Regions from separate parts of the Mus musculus genome. Here region 2 is linked to region 1. The links are chromatin contacts, called in public Hi-C maps. All regions are on one chromosome and are shown on one strand. The core of a region is the stretch at or near the end of the contact, and the rest is flanking DNA. Distances in the headings are between cores, read along the strand shown.

Region 1 (6,642 bases), core at 2,669-5,168:
CAAATGATGATGAGCACCTATTATGTGAATTAACACCTGCCATGTCAGAACATCTATAAATGGTCAACAGAGCTATCAGCAAGCCAGGACTGAGTTCAAGCCTCGTGTTTCCCTTTGCATTCATAAAAGCAAAGCAGGAGAACAAAACGTGGGGTCTGTGTTCCAGCTCTGTGCTAATCAATACAGTAGCTACAAAGCTTTTGAAACAGGCCAGTCTGAGGGAGATGTACTGTAAATCTTAAATATATAGTGGGCTAGAAAACTGAGCATGAAAAAAAATCCAACATATTCATGCATCGTTTTTATATTGATGAGATCTCAACATGACAGCATTTGTTAAATGAAATACATTCTTAAAATTCACTTTGCTTAAGCTGGGTACATGTCTATAACCACAGCACCCAGGAACAACATAGAAAGACCCTGCCTCACTCCCACCCACTCAAGGAACAAAACACTCAACCACCACCAACCCCCCCCCACCCCCCAACGCACGTTAAGTGTATACAGAGAAACTGAAGCACACAGGCAACCTGCAACAAAACCAAGACCAACAGGCGGCACACGCCTTCAATCCCAGTACTCAGGAGGCAAAGGAGAGCAGATCTCTGTGAGTTTGAAGCCAGGCTGGTCTATCCAGTGAGTTTCAGAACAGCTAGAGCTACACAGTGAGACCTTGTCTTATCAACAAACAAACTTCCTATCAACTGATTCCAGAGCTATAAGAACGTTCAAAGCTATATATTCTCCATTTGACTTCCCAAACCTCCCCTCCCTCTCTGGTCCTTGACACACCCTGTAGAACAGGCAAAAACAACCACACACCTTTTCTGCCTATCTCAGAGTTTAGGCTCGCTCAGTTATCTACTTTAGTACTCAAAGTTCAAAGCAGAAAGAAGGGCTAACTATTCCTCTGTCCACTTAATAATGACCATGGTTAATGACAGTTTTCACCTGGACATCCGCAAGTGGTGAATGAAGCAGGAGAATGCCAGACTCGAGGGCGCAGCACCCCAGGAAGCACCGGAGAGGGATGAGGTTGACTGTCCAGAACTTGATGAAAAATGCCTATAAACTTTGTAATGTTTTAAGTATTTCTATTTTTAAAAAGCTTTGTACCCTGTCATATATTGGAAGGAAAATTAACCTTAGCAAGAAACATGTCCCACAATTGTCAAATGCAGTTGTAAAAGGGAAGGCTGCTACACTGTATTCTTCACATCTGGAAATTGTACTAATCCAATGGGAAAGCATCAGGGAACACCGGTGTGGTGGGACACCGCCACCAAGGGGAATCTAGAGACTCACAGGGCCAGCGATGTTTCTCTCTCAGAGAGGGAGCAAACAGAAAAGCCTTGGGAATCTATTGGGGCACTGTGACTGAAGTGACCCTCAAAACACAGCACAGCCAGGCACATACCTGTAACCCCAGCAGCTGGGAGGTAGAAACAAGAGGCTCAGTAAAAACTCAAGGCTGGTACTAAGATCAAAACCAAAATAAAGAAAGCCAACCAAAACCAAACATCTACCAGGCAGGGAATCTGCCTGGGGCCACGGAGTGCCCTGCTTCCCCTTATCCAAGAACACTAGGCCACCCTTGTGGAGTTACATGAGGCAGGAGACTGACATGTCAAGCCTGCACTGGTTGATGTATGTTATGAACATGTAAGGACAGAGCTTTTCAGCAGGGAACTCTGTCTGACAAGCCTCCGTAGGCTCTTAGGCTTACAGGTCCTCAGTTCTCATCCCCTGACTCCCCACTGCGGTCTCTTGGTCTGCAGGAGTCACGGTGCCACCCATCATTTCCTCTTTTCTTCATGGATCTGTCATTTCTGCCCCATTCATTTATTAGTTCAATTCAACACTCATCCCATTAGCAACATTACAACGGGTGAAACCTCTGCCACTTTCTAGAGAACACTACAGAAGAGGGGGCTGAAAGACTGTAGGAGCTGCACCATGAGCACCACGGTCAGTAACACACTGCAGCCTCGGCTGCTGGATAAGCCCCTTGAGAGTCAGAATGTGCTAGAGGGATGTGCTAGGAGGTCTACATGACTTGGAAAGATCTTGTTCTTGGGTGGGTGAGTAGCCTTAGAGGTTCATATTTTAATAAAAGGGTTCTTGCTTTAATCATTTTCTCCCCAAGTCAGCAGGGAGGAGTACTGAGATGGATCCAGTTGCTTCTGTAATGCTGGTCAGTCCAGTGGTGGGGACAGCTAGGACAGGAGAGCCCAAACCAGCCTGACAGCTAGCAATTTCCCTAAAATTCATATTTAGTGAATGCCAGTCTTATGCACACAATGGCTTCAGCCCCTCAAATTAGGGTCTTACTATGTAGCTCTGGCTGGCCTGAAACTCACTAAGTAGACCAGGCTAGCTTTCAATTTTCAGAGATCTGCCTGCCTCTGCCTCCTGACTGCTGAGGTTAAACAAGTACGCACCATAGCAGCCGGCTTGTTTTCCTTATAGAGTTTCTTGCAAAAAACTCCCAAGCCAGGCCCACCTCACAGGCCCTTTTGCGTGATCATAGTTAGGGGGAACAGTTCTGGAAGTGCCCTGTGATCAGCACAGCAGCTTCAGAGAGGTGCTCAATCTAAGACAGCAACATGCAAACAAGGCTCAGGCTTCCCAAGAACGTGAGAACAGCCCCGGAGGTGTAATGGCTTCCTTTGCTCTCCAGGCTCCATAATCAGATTTATCTCTTAATAGCTGAAGTCATGCCTCTGCTGGTGACAACAGTTAAGAATCTTAAATCTCCAAAGGGCAGACGATAACCCAAGACTGTCAGCGTGCTTTAGAACGAGGATGCTGTGAAATGGCCCTAAGTGTCTGACAGGAGCCTTTTCTCAGGCAGCCTGAAAACACTGCCAAGAGTGATAACGATGAGAAAAAAAAAAAAAAAAAAAAAAAAAAAACAAACAATTCTAAGTAGGTAGAGCTTGAAGGGAAGGGTCTGGCTCTGACACTAGGAGGGAATATTCTTAGCTCTCCTTGAAAAACAGCCAGCCAGCGAGAAGGAAAGCAATGCAGAGAAACAATGGCAGTCGTGGGGTCTGCTCCAAGGGACCTCCCAGCTCCCAACCCACTGTGAGAACATATACCCGCTAGAGGGAGGACACACCCCTTTCTTCCAGAGGCCCCTCTTGACTAGGCTTTGCCACCGGTTTCTTCCATTTTCCCCCTGGCTCCTTGGTGGCTGCTCAGCTGTTCTTTGGTGCAGGTGTGAGAACTCTGGTGTGGCTGGCAGGGAGGGAATCAACCTCAGTCACTCTCACCTCATTTCACTACGCCATTGTTTGGTAAGGAGGATGAGTGGCAACCCACCACTCTTCATCCTGTGACATGGCATTGCTGACCCAGATAACAGAATCCAAGTGGGCACCTCTGTATTGGTTCACCATGCTTTAACTCTTGGGACTGGATCTAAGATCAGAGATTTTTTTTCCCAGTATTTTATGGTAAACAAACAAACAAACAAACAAACCAAAAAAACCCCAAAACCTCCATGTGTGGATAGGTAGCTTTCCTCCGTTGCATGCCTACCAGCCATTAAGTAAACACTGAAACTGGGTGAGCTACAGAATGGGATTTAAGAATGACAGTCTGTAGATCTCTGTGACCCCATCAAATATGGAAACTGCAGTTGTAATAACACACCAAGATTGTTCTCTGAAAGTTCTGGGAACAGCAGATGTATTTCTAACTAGACCTTATTTCTTGCCCTATGTGTACCCTATGTGACCCCCCACCCCCTTTTTCCTGCCTTCATCAGGATGGGAAGAAATCGTCCTTAGAAGACCTTTCCTTTTTTATATTACACTCTCATTGCTGGAATTTGAGTCCTAGCCCTCTACAGCCCAAATAAGAAGTGCTTGTCACCAGGAAGGAGACCATCTAAATAAGCCGTTGGATGGATGAGAAAAGAGGGCATGTCAGCCCAGAACAGCGGAGATGGTTTCTCACGGCAGCTATTTGCAACCCTCCAAGGATCTACAGGGGCTGCCCATTAAAACCCTGTTAAAACACTTCTGATGTTGTCAGCAGCAGAAAGCTGAAATAGTCCAGCCATTGCAGAGATGCTATCTGCCTCCAGCAATTCCAGTGCTGTCAATACTATGAGCAGGAAGGTACAAGATAAGCAACAACCTAATTTCTACATCAAAATTTCATAGGCTCTCTGAGCTGGCAGCACTGCTGATGTGGGTATGCAGGGACCAAGGCAGGGACCCCCTTCCGGAGAGAAAGATCTGGGTCAAGAGCTGACCCCTAAGTCTTCAATTTACACACTGGGTGACTCAAAACTCCTGCTCTATACACCTTGTGAAGAACCACAGGAATGTTCTTATTCAGGACATTGCTGGCTACCACTTGAAGTGTGTCACTTCTGAATAGAGTTGGATTTTGTTGTTGTTGTTGTTTTGTTTTGTTTTTAAAGAAGTATCTAGAAGACAAGCTGTGTGTGCATCACCTATCTAACCTTTACCACCCATGAGAAAAGTCCACTATCACTGAAGGGTTTATAACCCACCTGATTTTTATACTTAGATGTTCCCGATTATCTATTAAAATTTCATTACAGACCTCAGATCTGTAATTTCTAGATACCCGCTGTGGGTAAACAAAGAATGAGGAAGATGTCTGTTACTGTAGTCATGTGACACGCTGTACTGAGCAATAGGATGCACATGGTATGTGCAAGGAGCTTGGTATTATTATAATGACCTCCATAGACACATAGATTAGAACACCCACTCCCCAGCTGGTGGCACTGCTGGTGGCAAAGTTATGGAATATTTAGGAGGCGGACACATTGGTTTGATGTGTCAGAGCCTTGCCTTACTGCCTGTTCTCACTGTCTTGTGTGCTGAAGGAATGTGACCAGTCACTTCCTGCCCCTCCTTCCGGGCCTTCCTTGCCATTGCAGACATTACACCTCTGACACAGTGAAGCAAAACAAACCCTCTTCCTCAAGCTACCTAACAAAAAAATACCAGGCTTTCTGAAACACTGTGTAGCTATGATGCTGACCCTCTTTAGTGAGAAGTGATCTAGCAGCAAAATAAAGAAAATGCAACACAATTTCTCCATGCAGCTTTGCCTACAGGAGTGCATTTCCATATACTAATTAGACACCGAGCACATGAAGGTTTCAGAGGACTCCTCTTGGGCTGGGTGGTGCAGCTCATCGGTTAGAACACCTGCACAGCATATGAGAGATCCTGAGTTCAATGCCCAGCACTGCAAAAATCCCCTTTCTCTGGCTCTAAGAACAGACAGACTGGGCTGGGTTATTTTCTATTTTGCTACAAGAATTTAAACTAAACTAATCCCAACAATCTGAAGAAAATCCTCAGTCCTAAGACTCCGAGACCTACGCTCTGCCGGATTTTCTGAATGTTACTAGTAGTAGCCACTGTAGTAATGGATTCACAGTGGCCCACCCACAGGGAAATAGGAGAGGACAGAGATGGGAGAAAGGCTTGATGAGCCAATGAGGGTCCCAGTTTTAATCTCACAAAGCCAACATTGGACATTTCCCCCCTTTAATTGCCTGGGCTCTCCTTGTCCTGGGTGGCTCAATATTGCGATGTCATAAATGTACTGAAACCACAATATTAAAGGGGGAGCTACTTGGACAGGGTCAGATAATCCATAAATTCTACCAAAATTACCAGGAACTTCTTATGGCACCATTCACACAAAACAATGAAAGTCTCTCAGTGATATCATGAAGTTTGCCACTGACATATGTTTAAAGAAGCCTGACATTTGAACATCTAACTAGGATTTTATTTTTTTAATAACCACATTGAGGAACAGAAGGGAGGGAAAGCATAGGTGAATACAGGCAAAGCAGCTTGGGTGGCACACGATGAAGGAAAACCTTTCTCAGGCAGACCAACCCTTCCAAGGAATCTGGCTAATGGCACCAAGTCTGAAAACAAAACAAAACAAAACCTAATGGAATAAAACATGGAATTCTGGAGTGCATCCAGGATTTGCCCATTCCTTTAGTGGGTCAAATAACTATGATGGGGTGAAGAATGCTTCCACTCTTACTTCCTGTTTATCTTTTTCAAGAGAGGTTGCATATAATTTACATTATGGGGACAAGCCAAACTGTCTAAGCCACAGTAACTTCTGAGCAACAGTATTCCTCACAAATGCTTCCAAACCATTATAGAGACTGGAAGCTGTCCAGGTGGAAAAGCGCAATCTATTCTTTTTAGGAATCTAGACTTTTCCCTATCGTCAAAGTAGAAGACATTGTTAAAAGCTAATGGTAGCTTTCCACCATACACAGGCGGTACACATATACACATGCAGGCAAAACACCAAACACATTAAGTAAACAAACCATCCGGAGTGCAGACTAGGAATGGGGGCTTTCTGGAATCTTTAAGAAATTCCTGTGTGGAGTCCAGGTTTAAAATTATTGCTTTTACAGAATGACATTTGCAATGAATGGAGTCTGAGTGAAAAGAACTGACGGGCTAGTGGAAGAAGAAACAACAATGCACAGAGATGGAAAGCAGAAGTTTCATGTCCATCTTTACCTTAGTCTGCGATCAAGTACCCTAAACCCACGCAAAGAAGCACCTCTCAGCATCACCAGCACAATGGATGCAGGTTCTCACT
Region 2 (6,642 bases), core at 1,973-4,472, 130 kb before region 1:
CAGTGACAGACGGGGCCCCATGCAGGTGGGTTGCTGGGAGAGGAAGAGGAAGGAGGCAGGCTGACAAGTTTTCAGAGGGAACCCTGGACATTTTAACATAGTAGCCTGGTTTCAGTTCACCATTGCCCTCCCTCTGCCCCCACCTCCCCAACCCCACCTTCCCTAAGTCCCAGCAGCTTACTGCAGTGTAAGTAGACGCCAGATAAAGCCTAGCAGAACCAGCTAGGGCCAGTCAACTAGGGAGGTTCTCCAAGCATCACGGAGTCTGGCCCATGCTTTAAGAAAGCTTGTTCTCCTATCCCCAGCCCTCCCCACAGCAGGGCAGCACATAAGGAGGAGCCTCAAGCAAGTTCTCAGACTCAGGCTGTGCCCTCATATTCTCCAGGGACTTGGTGACCCTGAGCTCACCGGAGGGAGAACTGGTCTTAGGGCAGGCCACTAATACTACTGCCCATGACCCCACACCACATTGGTCTTACGAGAAACCAGGCTTGTTACCACAGCTGATCCCCAGTAGCAGAGACTAGGCAGGCCACAGGGGACAGGAGTGGACAGCAGAGCCAGCAATGAGAAGGGCGAGGCCTCTGCTTTCATGAAATAAATAAGCCTGAAGCAGAGGAGGCCTTGTCTGCATGTTACCCCCATTCTACACTGTGTCTGTCAAACTCCTAAGGCATATGAGGGACAAAGAGAGGTGGCTGGCCTCTCAGAAGGTCTCTGGCTACTTGGGAACATCTGCGAGGAACAAGAAAAGGAGCCACAGTCAATCTCTGAAGAGATAGGTACAGTTGCCCCTGTTCCTCATCCTAGAGTGGGCACAGCCCTTTGGCCAGGCATGAATTGCTGTGCCTGGCCCTTGGAAGCTCTAGGAGGGAGCTGATGAGTGAAGGGGTGTTGGGGAGGGGGGTACAATGACTTCATGCATCATGAGGTCTAGCTTCCCATTCCCTGAGGAGGGAGGGAGACACTGAAGATACGAGGCCTTAGTGAGACCTGAGACTGCTGTGCAAGTCTTAGTAGGAAGAAGGCTTCAGCAGAAGGCCAAAGTGAATTCTGCTGTGGGCTGGGTAGTTTTCAGGTCTGTCTAGTCTAGGGATCCTGGGCAGTACAGCACTGTGGGGACCCCAAGTCTCCAGGATCGAGAAGGACCCCAGGGACCTGCAAAAGTAATGCTGTGTGTGTTTGGAAGAGGGTACCTGGGGCCCAGGCTCAGTTTTGGAGCAGCCCTGGGACTTCTGCCACCATTAATCCATCGGCATCTACTGCCTTCCCCAGCCAACCTTGCTGTGTGCATGAGTGCCAAGATGCTGCTCATTAAAAGGATTAGCAGAGCATTTTTATTAGGTCCTGGCTGTAGCAGCATACCCTACTCCTAAACTAACCACCCAAGCAGCCCAGTAGGCCTGGGATTAGACCTGGTGGGAAGGGGAGTCTGCCCCTGCTGAGGCTCTGGCCACTTCCTGCAGTGAAGAGGGGGTAAGCCTTCCCTAAATGTCTGACTCAGAATTCAACCTGAGAAGACAGGTAGGATGGAGCAAGCAGTCTAGGCAAGCTGCTAAGAACACAGGCTCTGGCCACCTGCTTCCTGGGTGCTTTGGGTTCCTGAGCACGAGGATAAGGATGTCTGTTTCATAGTCTGGCTGTAGGAATGAAATTAAATAATGCATGGGGAGCCCGTCCCAGAGTGCTCAAAGCTTCCAGTCAGCAAATGTGAGTTACTATTATTGTTGCAATCGAATTAGTCACTGTGATTATCTCCAGGACTTCAGGGGCCCTCTGCAGCCTCCTCCCCAGCAGGTGGCCCTGCCACCCAGGCCCCTACTAGCTCTGCCTCCATTGCAACCTGGGCAAAGAGTCTTTTAAATCAAGAAATGGCCCAGGGCAGTTGGCAGATGCCCGTTCACAGCTTTGCATTTCCTGCCTTCCCTCTTTCAAAACACCCTCTCCCAAGATGGAGAATAAATCCCCAACCCTGTTGACACACATTGATTTCTCTCTCCTCCTGCATCTACCTCCCAGTCCTCCTTTCTTGGGGTTGGCTTGGTGGGAGCTCAGGGCAATGAATGGATACAGAGAAGCCAGCCAAATGCCCTGTCTTACCCAGTGCCTAACATAGGAAAGATTTGTAAAGAATAAAACAGTTTTCAGTTCCTTTCTTCTTGAAGGTTCTTGGGTGGGGAGTCAGGTATGTGATGGGTGGGGGTGGGGGTGTCCTCTCATTAAAAAGTCAGGGTGACCAGCACTTTCCCTTGAAGGGATAAAAATAATGAGGAGACCAGATGACCACAGGACAGTGAAAAGTTCAGTAAATTGGTTCAGAAGAGGTCTGGTCCAAGCAAGCCATTTTATTAATAAGAAGCTTACACACAGGGGCAAAACAGTACAGAAAGGAAGAGGGGACAATGGGGGGGGGGGAGAGGGGGAAGGGAGAAGGAGGGAAAACCAGATACACAGAGAGACAGACAAACACAGAGAAACAAACACAGACAGATACAGGGATAAATGAGAGTCTTGAGTGCTTCCTGGGGCTAAGACCTGTGCAGCTGGCCCTGATGTCACCTGGGAGGTGGGTGGGCCTGGCAGACATGGTCAGGGCCTGTATGAGGCCATTCCCTGAGTGTGGTGATGAGGTAGGGGCATGTTCAGTGGGGACATGGGGACATGGGGACATGGATGGTGTTGGCTGAGATCCCTGAGACTGTGACCATCATCAGAGTCCACCATACTCTGGGCTGGAGGCAGCCTCAGCCTCTGGGGCCCTTTCTTAGGAGGTTCAAAGTCCTGCAGTTAAAGGGAGCATCCTGGGAGAGATGGCCTCCCTTGGCATTTAGCACACCTCTCAGCTCTAGGGTTGGCTGCCTGGCTCTCTAGACCTTCCCTCTGTGCCCTCTCCAGCCTTCCCTCCCCTCAGGCTTCTAAGCTTGTAAGGATGCCAGTAGTCAAAGGGCTTCCTATCCTGGGGAGGTCTGGAAAAACTGGGTGCTAAAGCTAGTGGAGACAGAGACAGGAGTCACCTTAGTCACCTTGCTCCTCCAGCAGGGCCTCTGGGACCTTGCCAGGCTTGCCCTCAGAAGCTGCAAGGCAAAGGCTGAAAAGGCTCCACCCACTCACATCACAGGAATCCTGGTTTGGAGATGAAAAGCAGGGCTAGCTCTGGCCTGCTCTTATCTCTGGGGCTTAACACCTATGTCTGAACCCAGATCCCTGGCTGGCTGACGCCAGTCTTCTGGTGTCTTACACTACACACACGCCTGGCGCCCTGAGTGCTTTCAGAGTGCAGCTGCCTGGAGCAACAGAAGCCTCCTTCCTGGACAGGTCAGCCCTCCAGACCCCATCAACACACTTGCCCTTCTCTCTGCTCAGCTTTTGTCCCGACTCAGATACACAAAGGGACAAAATGAGGGTCCACCATGAGAAAATGAGGCTATTTTTCTAGGGCCTATCTTGACTCCCTAGCTGCCAGCTGCCAGTGGTAAAGGCAGATCTCAGGTGTTTTTAGCTCAGGGAGCCTTGGTCACAGGGCCATGCAGGGTGACTAAGAGCCTCAGCTACCAGTGAGGAGAGACCCAGGCCTAGAAGAACCTAAATGCTCCTGCATAAGCAGTTAGACCTTGAGAGTGGTGGTCAGTACGCAGGGAAACAGGTGGAGCAGCAGAGCCGGGCTTTACCTTCAACCCAAACACCTGGCGTAGAGCCCCTGAGAACTTGGTTCTCAACAGCAGGCCAGGGTGGTGCCAACACCATGGCTTGGGGCCTGAGGCAGACCAGACAGTTTAAGCCCTCCCTAGTGGGTCTATGTGAGAGGCACATGGTGACAGGAGACATGTGCATGGGAAACCAGAGGTAGGAGAATAAAGAAGCTGGGGAGGAGTTCACAGAAGGAGACCTCTTGCAGAGTCCTGTGCCATGGCCACTCGGTCTCTAGCCTCTCTGCTAGAGCTGACTAAATGTGTCTGTGCATGCACATGTGTATCCTTATGTGTGTATGTGTGTGGTGAGGGCAGGGCTCTGAAGTTCCAGGCAGAGCTGATTACAGCATGGCCCCACATCTACACAGCTTTTGACGTGTCATGAGAACCGCTGGTCGGGCTGGGGGCTGGAGCCTACCCACCCAGGCAGTCATAGTCTTGAACTATCAAGTATGAACTTTCAGAAACTGATTCCCAGGAAACCCACAGCATCAGAACCTCCCTAAGTCTTAGCTTCCAAGGACAAGGCAAAACAACCAGCAACATGCTACATCACTCAGCACTTGGTGACCCTCTCAGCACCCACCATATTAAAATAACACTAAATGTTGACCAAGGCCAAATCCATCCAGTCACAAGAATCTGTGAAGGGACAGAAAACATGGAGTTGACCTGGCTCACACTTCCTCTCTGAGGTGTTTGATGACTGGCTAAAACTAAGTTTTAGTTGGCCCTGACTGAGCTCCATACAGAAAGCCATGAGGAAAAGGGGTGTAAGAGGGTCATTGTTCTGGCCCTAGGACATCAGAGAGTGCTCAGTAACCTGGGCAAGCCATTTTCATCAGCAGACCATGAGGGGAGGGAGGGAGGGAAGATGCCATGGGCTATGTAAGGCTGTCAGGCAATAGGGTGCTAGGGGCCTTCATCAGAGAGTACCCCTTAAATGCCTGGGAACTTCAGTGGGCTGAAGGACCTAGAGTAGACACCTCACAGGGGGAACACTAGATCCTGGTGCTGTTTAAGGCTGACTCAGAGTTGAGCAGCATGGCAGATACCTCTTTGGAGATGGAGAATGCCAGGCCTGGTGCTATGGCACAACCTCTTCATGTAGGCACTAACAAGGGGCTGGGATGAGTCTTGTGAGCTGGGCATGTGGGTCCCATTTCACACAGTCCTAAAGAAGACACAGGGCTGCAAGACCTATCTTAAGCCCCAGTCAGGGTATATCACAAGTTAGTCTCCAGCCTTATGAGATAGCAGAGCCTGCAGACCACAGGAGAGATGCTATTGACCGGTGGGGGCCAGAGCCACATCTGGTTCTCATTCAGATGTTCAAGCGTAATTAAATTCTCTACGACGCAGCGGAAGAGTTTGCTAAGATGTGGCTTACCCCCTTTCCATGAGGCCTAAGAAATCACAGTTCTTGTTCTATCAAGAGACTCACCCTCTTTCCTGCCACTATCCTGCCCTAAACAGAGAGGGCAAAGGCCTACCCCACCCTCATCTGTTTGTCTCTATGCTTCCTTCTCTCCCTGTCTCCTTCCTTCCTTCCCTCCCTCCCTCCCTCCCTCCCTTCCTCCCTCCCTCCCTCCCTCCCTCCCTCCCTCCTCTCTTTTCCTTCCTTTGGCACACAGGCTCTTACTATGTTAAAAAGGCTGGTCTTGAACCCTTACATTTAAGGGATCCTCCTGCCTTGGCTTCTTGAGTAGTTTGAACTACAGGTATGTGTTTGGCCTCTCTTTCTATTTTGTAGAATGGACAGGCTGGGGGCAGCATTAGGTATATGATTTACAGGAGACCCTCCTCCCCCTCAACCATGCTGTCTACCTATCTGAGAGGACTAAACCAGAGACTGAGACCAAGCAAGTGTCCACTGGGGCTGGTGGGTTGGGGGAGGTTACTGTCACCATTCCTCTTGTGAGGCTCTTCCCTGGGCCTGAGGAGGCAGACTCTGTAAGGCTGACTTACTTCAGTGATGCCCATCTCTGTCCATGGGATAAACTGGGTGTCCTATAAGACTGTGCTAAGGGAGTACTAATGACAGTGACTGAGGGAGGGGCTGAGACAAGAGACTCTCCCTACCCTGGGACTGGCCCTAGAGCCCAAAGCAGGGTGAGCATGCTGCCTCCTAGTACACTACCTGTCCCTCACTCTGTCCCTCAAGATTGCTGTTTGGTGAGTGAGTGCCCCTTCTCCAGCTTTCGATGCCCTCATCAGAGGCATCCATCTGCAGATGAGGCAAAGGGTGATGTCCTGAAAGGAGAGCCTAAGAGTGTGGAACAGCAGGGACGGCAGAGCCTGAGGAGACTGCCCAGCTCCCTTCCACAGCTTCAGGCAACTTCCTTCCAGGCACCCCTCAGGACCTCCTTACAGCCAAACAGAAGGCTCTTGGGATAGCTACTTCCCCAGCCTCCCTGCCCACCCGAGCATCTTCGGTTTACAGCATCTTTTTACTCAGGGATTTATGGCTTTCATGGTAATGGCTTCCATTCTATTTCCTCCGTGCCGATATTTCGAATCATTATGGTGCAGGCTTTATGAGTGTTTCTTAATAAGCAGAGGTATTTTGTTTCCCCTTTGAAACAAACTGTCCTGTGAGTTAATGACTTGTGGGTGTGGGTGCAACCCAGAGACAAGCAGGAGTTGAGGAGAGGATGACAAGGGCCATGCAGAACCCTCTGGATTTAAAAACAAAGCTCTGTCGAGGTCCTTTAAGTCTCACTAAGCACTCACAAGTGACCAGGACCACTCAGTCAGTGGGCTGGACAGCACTTCCCTGGAGGATGGGCGGCTACACAAACACCTGGGTAGGAACCCATCAATCTCAATGTTTTTGTGAGAGTCGATTTAACTTTTTGGTGGCATTTAGGTTAGGGCCCCATGTTTGCTAGCCTTTTCACTGATGAATAAAGTTTTAAGGAAACTGACCAAATTCCCTGTCCTGCAGTCCTAT

Evidence for each region. Hi-C and Micro-C count contacts between places; a contact is called where the count stands out from the background.
Region 2: a Hi-C map of the N1E-115 cell line shows a contact between it and region 1, with 13 times the contacts expected there. The contact joins two enhancer-like sites. A contact is called at or near these places in 2 of 39 promoter capture datasets (maxillary cranial neural crest and trophoblast stem cells), 1 of 15 datasets of contacts at CTCF or cohesin (the NIH/3T3 cell line), 11 of 484 Hi-C or Micro-C datasets (the N1E-115 cell line, adipose-derived mesenchymal stem cells, bone marrow-derived macrophages and 6 more), 10 of 115 datasets of contacts at active chromatin or transcription factors (craniofacial prominence, differentiating embryonic stem cells, embryonic hindbrain and 7 more) and 1 of 9 other capture datasets (pancreatic islet).

Annotation. Positions count from the first base shown.
Region 1 is chr11:85,684,572-85,691,213 of GRCm38.p6, reverse strand. All of the region lies in intron 22 of Bcas3 (breast carcinoma amplified sequence 3), which reads right to left. Among named protein-coding and RNA genes, the nearest start is that of Bcas3os1, 32 kb to the left of the region's middle. Within about 2 kb of position 3,918, at least 9 of the 459 cell types and tissues checked have an H3K27ac peak or open chromatin away from gene starts, as enhancers often do. A contact at or near this core is called in the N1E-115 cell line, where this site is marked.
Region 2 is chr11:85,815,036-85,821,677 of GRCm38.p6, reverse strand. All of the region lies in intron 23 of Bcas3 (breast carcinoma amplified sequence 3), which reads right to left. All of the region lies in intron 1 of 2610027K06Rik (RIKEN cDNA 2610027K06 gene), which reads left to right. Among named protein-coding and RNA genes, the nearest start is that of 2610027K06Rik, 14 kb to the left of the region's middle. Within about 2 kb of position 3,222, at least 14 of the 459 cell types and tissues checked have an H3K27ac peak or open chromatin away from gene starts, as enhancers often do. A contact at or near this core is called in the N1E-115 cell line, where this site is marked.